2 separate regions of the Sus scrofa genome follow, and region 1 is linked to region 2. The links are chromatin contacts, called in public HiChIP or PLAC-seq maps. All regions are on one chromosome and are shown on one strand. The core of a region is the stretch at or near the end of the contact, and the rest is flanking DNA. Distances in the headings are between cores, read along the strand shown.

Region 1 (5,560 bases), core at 643-3,142, 390 kb after region 2:
GACAGAGGGCTAAAACCAGGAGAAGGGTTTTCTGGTCCCAGCACCACTATCCGGAAAGGAGATGGACTGGGGGATCTGTAAGGGCCCATCGGCTCAAAAAAAGCAGGCTCAGCAAAGCCCAGTGCCATTTCACCAGACACTGTCCCCCTCCACTCTAGGCCCCTCCAAGGCCAAGGCTTTCTCTTGACTGCAGCATAAAATCAGTTTCTGGCTTGGACACGAGGAGCCTCTCTGTGGGGCGCTAGGAGAATCAAGGAGGAGATTCAACCTCCCCAGACTTCAGGGAAGGCTTCCTGGAAGAGGTGGCACCTGAGCCAGAGCTATCCAGGAGAGGCAAGTGGAAAGATGTCGAGCAGTGGGAAGAGCACGAGCCGAAGCGTGGCTGCCTCCCCTCACATGGCGTGTGCGGGTGGCTCAGTGTTTTAGTGTGTTTGAGGGTGGAAAATGCAGCACCACCAGCCCCAGGAAGCCCTCCTGGCACCTCGGGCAGCCCCATTTGGCTTCCACACTTGGGAACTCTCACTGCTTGGGAGGGGCTGTGGGCAGTGCTTCTCACAGGCTGGGGGACCGAGCCCTTCCAGCTCTTATCCTGTGCCTGACAAAGGACCAGGCACTGGGTCAGACAAAAAGGAAGGGAGGGAAAGGAAGAAAGAAAAGGAAGAAGGAAGGTCTGGCTCAAAGAGGCTCTTTACTCGGGAGGCCACCAAGGACACCAGTCTGTACTATTGGGTCCCATGGGACTACCCAGGCTGGGTCAGCCTCATCCCTCTCTCCCTGGCGAGGGACTTTCAATGTCACGCTGTGACCGGGTGGCCTGAGCTCTGGGAGGTCAGGCTGGTAAGGACCACTGCCAGGAAGGGTACCCGCATCCCTGCCCCTCCATTTGGACGTCTTGGATACCCACCCAACATCCTTGAATCGGGATCAGGATCCTTGGCCCCCGCATGACAGCTGGGCAGTCGAGAGCCCTGCCTTGGAGAAAAGTATAATTCAGATCCTAAACTAAGTTGGGGCTGGGATGAATTCTTCACTTGTTGAGAATGAAACTGAGGGGCAAAAGCCCCAGCCTGGGATGTCAGACTCCTGGGCTGGAGGAAGAGGACAAAAAGAGACAATACGAGCCCCAGAGATTCAGCAAAGAGGAGAGTGGGGAGGGGCCGGGCCCATTTCCCCCAAGGTCCCAGAGACCTAGGATGTTAGTATCAGAACGGGAAGAGGCCTGGGGAGACAGACCCTCTGATGCTCTGGGTAAGGACCCGAGAGGATGCTTGCTATAGAAGGGAGGGGCCATAAGCCAAGGAATAGAGGTAGCCTCTAGATGTGAAAAAAGATAAGGAAATGGATTTTCCCCTGGAGATGCTTTGACGTTAGCCCAGCGAGGCTGATTTTGGACTTCCGACTTCCAGAATTGTAAGAGAATATATTTGTGTTGTTGAAGTCACTCAGCTTGTGGTGATTTGTTACAGCAGTAACAGGAAATTCATCCACTTGCCTAGAGATTGAGAACGAGCAAGTGGTCCAAGCTTCCCTGGCCCTGCAGACCCAGCTCTATGGAATCCCCATCCCGCACTGGTTGGGGCTGGGCTAGCAGTGCAGCGAGGCCCTGAAGGGGCTCAGACCACACAGTGAGTTCTGGGCCTTTGGAAGGTGTGTGCGTGTGTGTGTGTGTGTGTGTGTGTGTGTGTGTGTTAGAGCAAAGGGAAGAGCACAGCTTCTTCATGCATTGGAAATTTCTGGGCGGACGATCCACCAAAGGCATGTCAACGTTTTCCTCTCCAGGAAAAAATAACTCAATCCCTATCAAAAAAAGTCACAGTCTCACATGCGCTTACATGAACGGACGTGTGGGTCCTTGGGAGAAGCGAAACAGCCCCTCCCCTGCTCCAGGCGTCTTTAATTTTCACGGGGCAGGGAGCACAGATGAGGGAGGCTGGGGGAGCCATCAGCCAGAGGGCTGTGGACACATTGTGACATCTGGATTTCCCCAAAGCTCACGGGTCCTGTGGAGGGAGCGCTCCCCCCTCCCCTCCACCGCCCCGCAGCGCTTCCCACTTCCACAAAATCTCTGGGAAGATTTGACACATTTTTTTTTTAGCAGCAGAGAGCAATTGGAATTTCCAGCTTAATTCCAGATGTGGTGCTGACTCTGCTGGGGAGTTTGGCTTGATACAGCATCCGGGAGGCCCGTTGTTCCATTGGATCCCCGCCCCCCATCCCCAAACCCTGGCACTGGCCTGCACGCTTGTGTGTGTCCCCTCTCCTCTGCTCTGGGTCTTGCGGCTGGGCTTTCCTGCGGGGAGCTGCAGAGCGCCCATGCGTGTGGTTTTCACACGTGTGGAGAGGGCTGGGTGGCGGATGGGCAGCCTGGAGCCCAGGTGCCTCTGGGGCAGGGAGTAGGGGCTGTGACAGAACAGGAACCGAGTCACGCGGGGTGTTCTGGGAGCATGGACAGGGCCGGAGGCTGGATCTGGAGCAGGCTGGGAGGGGGTGAGGGGGGAACCGAAGGGTCAGTGTGGGCTGAGGTCATAGCTGGTGCCTGGCCAGGGGCTGCCGGGAAGGCAGGCAGAAAGGAAAGGCCCTTTAGGCAGCCAGCGCACCCTGGTTCCTGGGGCTCAATCCGCCAGACGAGACGTCAGGACCAGATGGCTCCTCGGCAGGAGTGAGGGTCCCACTGGTGCCTCAGTGAAACCGCAGGAGGATCAAGAATATCCAAAGGGGGAGTTCCCGTTGTGGCACAGAGGGTTAAGAGCCCAAATAGTATCCATGAGGACACAGGTTCCATCCCTGCGCCTTGCTCAGCAGGTTAAGGATCCTGCATGGCCACAAGCTGCGGTGTATGCCACAGAGGCAGCTCGGATCCCACGTTTCTATGGTTATGGTGTAGGCCAGCAGCTATAGCTCTGATTCAACCAGTAACCTGGGCACGTCCATATGCCCCAGGGGCTGTCCTAAAAAAGAAGAGAAAAAAAAAGGAATGTCAAAAGGAACTGATATATGTATATGTGTAATTAATTTACTTTGTCGTACACCTGAAATTAACACAATTTTGTAAGTCAGCCATATTCCAATAAAAAATTTAAAAAGACTGTTACCCACTTTGGCCAGCTTGTCTGTGATTTCTCTAGGTAGTAGACAAAACAGTGGCCCCAAAAGAGGCCCACATATCTACTCCCCAGAACCTGTGAACAAATGTTAACCTCACAGCCAAAAGGACTTGGCAGATGTGATCATGTCAAGGAGCTTGAGATGAGGAGACTGTCCTGGATTATCTGGGAGGGTCCAGGGTAATCACCAGGGTCCTTCCCAGAGGGAGGCAAGAGGCCAAAGCAATAGAAAGGCGATGTGACAGCACGAAGGAGGAAGGGGCCCCAAGCCAAGGGATGCAGGCAGCTTCTAGAATCTGGAAAAGGCAAGGAGACCCATTTCCCCTAGAGCCTCCAAAAGGCACACAGCACTGCCAATCCCTTGACTTTAGCTTGGTGAGGCTGATTTTGGACTTGTGGTCCCCAGGACTGTAAAATAAATGCGGATTATTTTAAACCACTAAGTTCGTGGTGAGCTGTCACAGGAGCGACAGGAAACCAATACAGCCTCCCATCCTGAGGTGGGCGCCATCCTCGACCGCACTCCCTTCGACAAGTGCCTTTTCCACACGACACAGGGTGAGGGGAGTACCCCATTTGTTCTCCCCAATGGCCCTGGCTGAACAGCAGCACAGACCACCACAGGAGAGGCTGCTTCCCATCAGCCAGGGCCTCCAGCTGGTAGCAGAGCTGGGCCCCGTCCAGGGCCCCCCAGACTTCTGGGCCAAGACCTTGCCCCCATGGCCGCTGCCTCCCTTCAGCTGTGGATGAACCAGCCACCAGCCTGCTGTTTCTCCACTGCAGCCCTCTACCTTCCCCGCATTCTCTGGGGCTCTGCTCCTCATTCCCAACAAGAAGAAGAGCATTTTCTGTTTCTGCTTTTCAGGACCGCACCTGCACCATACGGAGGTTCCCAGGCTAGGGGCTGAATGGGAGCTGCAGCTGCTGGCCTATAGCACGGTCACAGCAAAGCCAGATCCGAGCTTCCTCTGTGATCTATGCTGCAGCTTGTAGCAACACCGGATCCTTAACCCAATGAGCAAGGGCAGGGATCGAACTCACATCTTCATGGATACTAGTTGGGTTCTTAACTCTCTGAGCCGCAATGGAAATGCTGGAAAAGAAACATTTTCGAGCTGCAAATGAGGGAACCAGAACACACACACACACAGTTCTGGAAGTACTTGCTTCCTGGGAACTGGATGTCAACTACACCTGCTGTAAATGAGGTTTTAACAAACAAATTCAGGGGCTGTGTTGATTGAGGGCAGGAGTCAGGCGGCTGGGTCAGGGTGTGAATGTCAGATGGCACAGAAGGAGCAGGGGGTCCCTCATCCTTGTCCTCGAGAATGATGAGATTCCACAGCACACCTTGTCAGTAATTTTTCGGCTTTCTCTGCACAAGGCCAACCAGAGACACCCATGCACAAAGCATACAGACACCCGCATGCACACAACTATGCACAAGGACCACAGTAGTGCTGGCGTGTGCAAAGAGAAAATGAGCAAACACATGTGAATAGATACCACCCAACACACAGGCAGGCAGTCGTGCCCGCGTGCCGACACTGACATGCCCACACAACAACATACGTCTACTGTACACACTTGCACACACCCACATGGGTGCACACATAGACAGACACACCTGTGCACCAGTAAAGAGCACCTGTGACCTGGACACCTGTGAGCAGGGCGGACTGTCCAGTGCTTTCTGCCGCTCCCTCCCCATGGCCATCCTGAGCTCTGCTCTGGAGCCCTCTGCTGGGGAGGCCAGGAACAGGCTGCCAAGCCCTCCTGGGCCCTGGACTGGGGTTCAGAGGGAAGGGAGATGAGGAAAGAAAGGGGACCAACGGGAGCCAGCTCCTCTGCCCTCGGCATCCTGCCCCCACTTGGTCCAAATGACTTTCTGCAGCCTCCAATCTAGGGCAGAAGGAGAGATTTCTCCTGCAAGGACTCCTCTTGGGCCCCAGCCTTTCTGCCAGACTCCAGGCACAGCCACCCTTTCCACGGGCACTGCTGGTGTGGCTGCATATAGAGGAGGGAGCCCCAGCATCACACACACAGCCCCCCTCTTCAGGACCAGGCGGCTTTACCCTCCCACATCCAGGAGCCCAAGCGGGCACCACCCTATTCCCCTCATCCAACCTGGGCCATGTGGCAGTACTGTTGGCACCAGCCTCCTAGCCAACCCACCAGGTCTCTGACTCTGCTTATTGCAGCTCCCGCTTCAAACCTCCACCTCCTGTACCTCCTCGTAGGAATCACCCTCCTGCTCTCAACGGCTTTTCCTTTCCATTTTCTCCTGGGGGAGGGCGAGGAACTGAAGAAGATCTGGGCTTTGCAATAAGATGCATAAACCTGACTTCAGATCTCAGCTCAAAGGTGGGATTTACTCATCTGCTGTGGGCCTCTTGGGCCGCTCGCCTCACTGCCCTCGGCCTCAGCTTTACCAGGGAGAATGGAGATCATGCTAC
Region 2 (5,631 bases), core at 785-3,284:
CCATGGTTTCCTGCCAGCCCCTTCTCCTCCACATACTTCCTCCTCCTTCAACCTCCCCCGCCTCTGGGAAAGGGGACCCTTAGCTGTCCTTCAAGCCCTGGAGCCACCAAGACTAATTTAAGACTGCTCTTTCTCTACATTTCCAAATCTGTCCACCTCCTGGTGCCTTCCATCCATGGAGCTAGGTTTCCCTGAGCATCCCTCTGCTTTGGCCTCCAGAGCAAGCTTGTGCCACTTTGTTAGCTCTTACCATGCCAGTCCTTCAATCATGCTTTAACTTCTGTCATATGTTTTAAGCTTGATGTTAAGTCCTTGAGGCTTAGAATTGAACCTTAATGTGCGCTGCCGGTGTCCTCCAGAGCACTTAGCATACTGCTCAGGACACGACTGTCCATTGCTTGATTGATTGGTGTATGTCTAGGCCCAGGATTGAGAATTAGCAGTCTATAAACACCGCAAGCTCTTTTTAGAACTGCTGGGTACCTTTGTACCAGGTTCATATTTTGGCTTGTCAGCTTGGTAGTAGAGATGTCAGGCCTAGATCTGTCCAGAAAAATCTGTTTTCCAAATCTCTCTCTCTCTTTTTTTTTTTTTTTTTTTTTTTTTTGGTCTTTTTAAGGTGGTACCTGCGGCACATGGAGGTTCCCAGGCTAGGGGTCGAATCGGAGCTGTAGCTGCCAGCCTACGCCACAGCCCCAGCAACTAGGGATCTGAGCCACGTCTGTGACCTGCACCACGGCTCATGGCAATGTTGGATCCTTAACCCACTGAGCAAGGCCAGGGACCAAACCTGTATCCTCATGGATGCTAGTCAGATTCGTTTCCACTGAACCATGACAGGCACTCGGTGTTTTCCACATCTTTACATGAACAGAATGGTGTTTCAGTCACACTCTGGAGCATTGTCAGCCAGGGACTGCCAACTCTTCCTTATGCTGACTAGCTGACTCAGGTGGACTGTTCCTCAGATCTCATTTCAGCTTTCTGGGGTACTTTTGTTCTTAATTAAAGGAAAGCTTATTTCTAAGACCATTCTTGAACCAAAGGCAAGTGAATATTCATTAAATGTTGACTTTCTTGACTTTAATTCACTTCAGTGGGTGACAGCTCAGGTGGGATTATGCCTTGACAGTGATCTGACAAGGCCCTTGTTCCTGGTAGTTATTGACTTTTCCAGTGTGAACCTTTTTGGTAGAGTAGGAGGCCAACATCCTGGTGTCTGAACCATATAAGGAACTGGCTTTCTTTTAATTTTGTGTTTTGAGTTTGAGGAAGATGGAGACTGTGCCAAGTTGGGACGTTTGAGCCTTCAGTGCTTAACTCATTTGATCTGAAAATTACTGGTAAAAGTACTACTTCTGCCAAGTGTAAAACCAAGTCTTAGAATATCGAATGCCCTGATATGACTGATGCAGCCCGCTTTAAGGCTTCTGAAAACTTAAGCCAGACTCTAGGAAGAGATTTTAATAGGCCGATGTGAACCCAATGCCCACAGTTGTCAAGGCTTCACACTTGTATAGTGCTTTTTGACACTCCTAAAATGAATGTTTATTCATTCGACAAATATTTTTTGAGCACCAGCTTGGAGCCAGACATTGTTCCAGGTCCGTGGAATACAGGGATGAACCATCACCAAGTGTTTCACTTCTCTGTTATTTTGAATTTTAACTTCTAACCTGCTTCCTCTTACTAGAATGTCAGCTCCTTGGGAGTGGATCTTTATCTCATTCACTGCTCCATCTCCAGCACCTGGAGCAGTGCCTGACATATAGCAGAAGCCCAGTAAATATTTATCAACATATTAGTGAAGTTCTACAGTGAAGGAAGTAAGAGTTGCTGCTGTAATGGTACATGGTGGATACATGGAATATGGGCTTAGAGGAATCAAGGAAGACACCTTAGAGCAAAAAAGATAATGGCTGAGCAAAAGGATATGCAGTATTTACCTGAGAAAGAGGAGGTGATATAGGAGGGGGCTGTTCCTGTTCAGAAGTCAGGAGTGATATGAGCCATCACAACACATGATTGCTATGCAGAGTGCAAGGGCCACGTGGCCTGAGATGAGGTCAGCCAACCTGAGGACACAGGAGCAAGGAAGTTATTTCAAGCACAGGTATAAAGGGATTAGATTTGTTTTAGTTTGATCAGTTTGACCACTGTGTAGAGAACACAATAAAGCTGGATTGGAAGTAAAAGTTTGAAGACCAGGGATGAGTTTGTTTGAATGGCTTTGTTTGTTAGGATAATATAGGCTAATGGTACCCAAACATTTGGACTTCATGAACCAGAAAAAAAAAATTAAATTTTGTGGATCACCATAATGGAGTTACTAACCTTTTCGTTTTGTTAAGTAAGGATGTTAAATGCACCACCTGTCAGAATCATTTCGTAAAACAAAGGACATTTTAATATACATGCCCACAAATACATACAGACCGCAGTCACAGGAGAATGTCAAATAAATGTTAGATGGTGAAATGGAATACATTTAGCTTGGCTTTCTCATTTTCCTCGTGAACGGTATACTGTGGTGTTCTGCTATTTATAAAGGTGATCCAGCCTAGGGAAGAAATGTTGGTGGTCTGAATTAGAATAGTGACAATGAAAGTTGAAAGAAATGAATAGAATTGAGAAATAGGAGGTCGAATCAGCAGAAATTGATGATTTCAAAGTACTTTCACATTTGATCCTAGTGGTAACCTGGTAAGGGAGTTAGGTTAGGTATAATTATCCCCGTTTAATAGATAGGAGACTGAGACTCAGAAGTTAAGTGACTTAACCTGAGTCGCATATCTGAGTAATAGCAGGATTGAAACCACCATTAAAATGGTGTGAAACTCTAGGTATGTGGCTCCCCTAACTTACCCTTTCTGATTTTTTTTTTTTTTTTTTGTCAAATTTCAGGGAAGAATGGAAAAGGAATCATGGGCTCCCTATGAGTCATGTGTTTTAGGGCAAAACATATGATATTGTCCATTCTTAGAATAAAACAATATTTTAGTGATGACTCTGATTCATCCTAATTTTGCAACATCATCTATTACCAATCCATGAACTTGAGTAACCCTATTTAAATCAGGCCAGAGGAGACGAAGAGGCTTCTTTGGCTGTATTTTCATTTTTATCCTGTCCCTTTGTCCTTTCTATAAATAAGCCTTGGCCACCCTATTTATGGATCTCTGTGGAGAGAGTGAGGCTTTGTGTGTATGTAAGGATATTTATCTCCTACCACCTGATTTGTTGGTTTGTCCCCCTTTTTCTTTCTTAGTGTACTTACAGGTTGAAGTTACTTGGTACTACATAAATTTTAGAAAGCATGGAGTAGGTTTTATGATGGACTGCCCCTTGTTGAATGGCAAATAAAGAAGTAGAAGTAAATACAAAGAACAAAATTGGACTTAAAGGAGGAAAAAATGAAGCAATCACAATTTGAATTAGACAAAAGGAAAAAATGTATTAGAAAATATTTGTGGGCAGTTCCTTCTAAATGGCTTTATAAACAACATTTTTGGTGTGTAGTCATAAAATCCTCTGACCTATGAAACACCAATTTAATGGAATTAATTAAAACTAAGACGGAATGCCAAAATTTACATGTGAAAATGATCAGTGACTGTTCCTTCAATTAGTTATTTTTATTCAGCCTTTGTATCAGTCATTCTCTGGGCTGCTTGTTTTCTGACAAATTTGGAAAACTACTAGAGTGACTGTAAATTATTTCCGTACAGACTCAACAGCTAGCCAGTGTTACTGTAATCACAAATAATTGTGAGAAATATGGTTTTTCTTTTCCAAGGATGAAATATACCTTTGTTGAAGCATCTGCATCTATTTGTGTGTATGTTCAGTGTCTATCTTTACCACTAGAATGAGCGCATTAAAAAACAAATACTGTTTTCGTAGATTGGGTGAGTAGGAGAATGGGAGAGCAGCATTATATATCACCATTTTTATTGTCTCACACACATCCTCTGGGTGGTGTGTGTGTGTGTGTATGTGTGTGTGTATGTATGCAGGTACACTCATTATTTGTGTTTGGACACCCTAACCATGTTTTTTTCTACCAATATGGATCCATCCACCCCATTTTATAGCTTTCTTCCTGGCCTCTGACTCTTATATTTGCTACAAAATATAAGTGTTAACATATTCAGAATACTAGGTAAAATTTTTTTGTGCCAGACCCAAATTTTAGCCATATTTTCAGTGCCTGCACTTCATGTACTTTTATTTTTTTTTTTCACTTCATGTATTTTTAGAAGCTATTTGTATAGCAAGTGTGAAAGTGACTTATGTTCTCTGATACTCTTGGATCTTAGAATCTCAAGGTGTGTTGACGTTAATGGTAATTTGTACCAGTCCCCCCCCCCCGTTCCTTTCATCTCCTCTTTTAAAGTGGGGCAGGGAACAAGGAGGGCCAGGTGGCAGGAGCCAAGGCCAAAGAACAATGCGTGAGTAATTGGATGAGAAGGTACAGTGTTGATTTGTCCATGTATTATCTCATTTCTCACAGTAACTCCACAGAGTAGGCACTGTTATTCGCATTTTATAGAAAACAAGGTGGGAAGGTACTCAGCAAGGCTGAACAAATCACCCAAGCTTACACAGCCAAGAAATAATTCTCCTCTCATCTGGCTGCTTCTAAACCTTTGCTCTTTCTCTACATTGTGTTTCCTCATGTCCATCCTACCACAGAATAAATAATCTATGGAACATGGTTTCAAATTTTAATCCGTGATGTAGTAGAAGCTTGTCTTTCTTTCTTTCTTTCTTTTTTTTTTAGAAGCCTTTTCTAAAATAAAACACTGTGTGTATTATGTAAAAATATTTTGTTATTGAAAATAAGCTGAATGTAGGCAGATAAATAGTATTTGAACTGCCTCAGTTTATGTGTCATATTATTAGCTCTTGTCTGAACTCATAGCATTGTTTTGCTTTAAATGTGATTATATAATTAAGATAGGTATTTTGCTTAACATTTGTGAGTTTTACACATTTTTAAAGACTTTACTTGGAGGTATTTATATACTTCAAATATTTACTGGGAAGTATCTTTGCAAGGTTAGGTGAAACATTTGACCAAGCTCCCACTTTCAATGAGTCTCTGTTGGGAAAGGTTAAATAGCACTGTAGAATAGTCTTTGGGCATTCAAGCAGTTCCTCTGCTCAAATAACGGTGAGTAAAATTGATGGTTTTAGTAATAAGGTCATAAAGTCAAAAAGAGTTACCACAGTGTGGTCAACATTTGACCATAAGGAACAGTATGTAAAAGTTGGTTAGCTGGAAGGATGTCCTGCCTTCTTAGTGACTGTTGTGTCTCTGTTTCTTTAGAGTCATAGCCAAATTGGAAAGAAGGGGAAAATCTTTTATGTAGGACATTTTGCATTTAGAATTGTTGTTCTTTAGATTCCCATGGCAAAAAGCTTCTACAGATCCATATAAACCAGAACCTATCCTTTGAATAAAATGCCTCTCTGCTGTATTGCTTATTCAGAATACTCTGTAATAGTATTGAGCCACCTTCTTGTTGGCCTCTTCTCTAAACCTTGTTTGACACATCATGGAACTTCATGTTTTTTAACTGATGGTTATTCTTTGCATTGGAATGTGTGTGTGTGGCAGGGAGAGAA

What was found. HiChIP or PLAC-seq counts read pairs in DNA pulled down with a chosen protein or histone mark.
Region 1: an H3K27ac HiChIP or PLAC-seq map of skeletal muscle shows a contact between it and region 2. The contact joins two enhancer-like sites. A contact is called at or near these places in 1 of 47 Hi-C or Micro-C datasets (skeletal muscle) and 2 of 2 datasets of contacts at active chromatin or transcription factors (alveolar macrophages and skeletal muscle).

What each region holds. Positions count from the first base shown.
Region 1 is chr3:97,379,214-97,384,773 of Sscrofa11.1, forward strand. No RefSeq gene overlaps it. Among named protein-coding and RNA genes, the nearest start is that of ZFP36L2, 180 kb to the left of the region's middle. Within about 2 kb of position 1,893, at least 25 of the 83 cell types and tissues checked have an H3K27ac peak or open chromatin away from gene starts, as enhancers often do. A contact at or near this core is called in skeletal muscle, where this site is marked.
Region 2 is chr3:96,993,962-96,999,592 of Sscrofa11.1, forward strand. The region is part of intron 28 of THADA (thyroid adenoma-associated protein); the gene reads left to right. Among named protein-coding and RNA genes, the nearest start is that of THADA, 120 kb to the left of the region's middle. Within about 2 kb of position 2,035, at least 8 of the 83 cell types and tissues checked have an H3K27ac peak or open chromatin away from gene starts, as enhancers often do. A contact at or near this core is called in skeletal muscle, where this site is marked.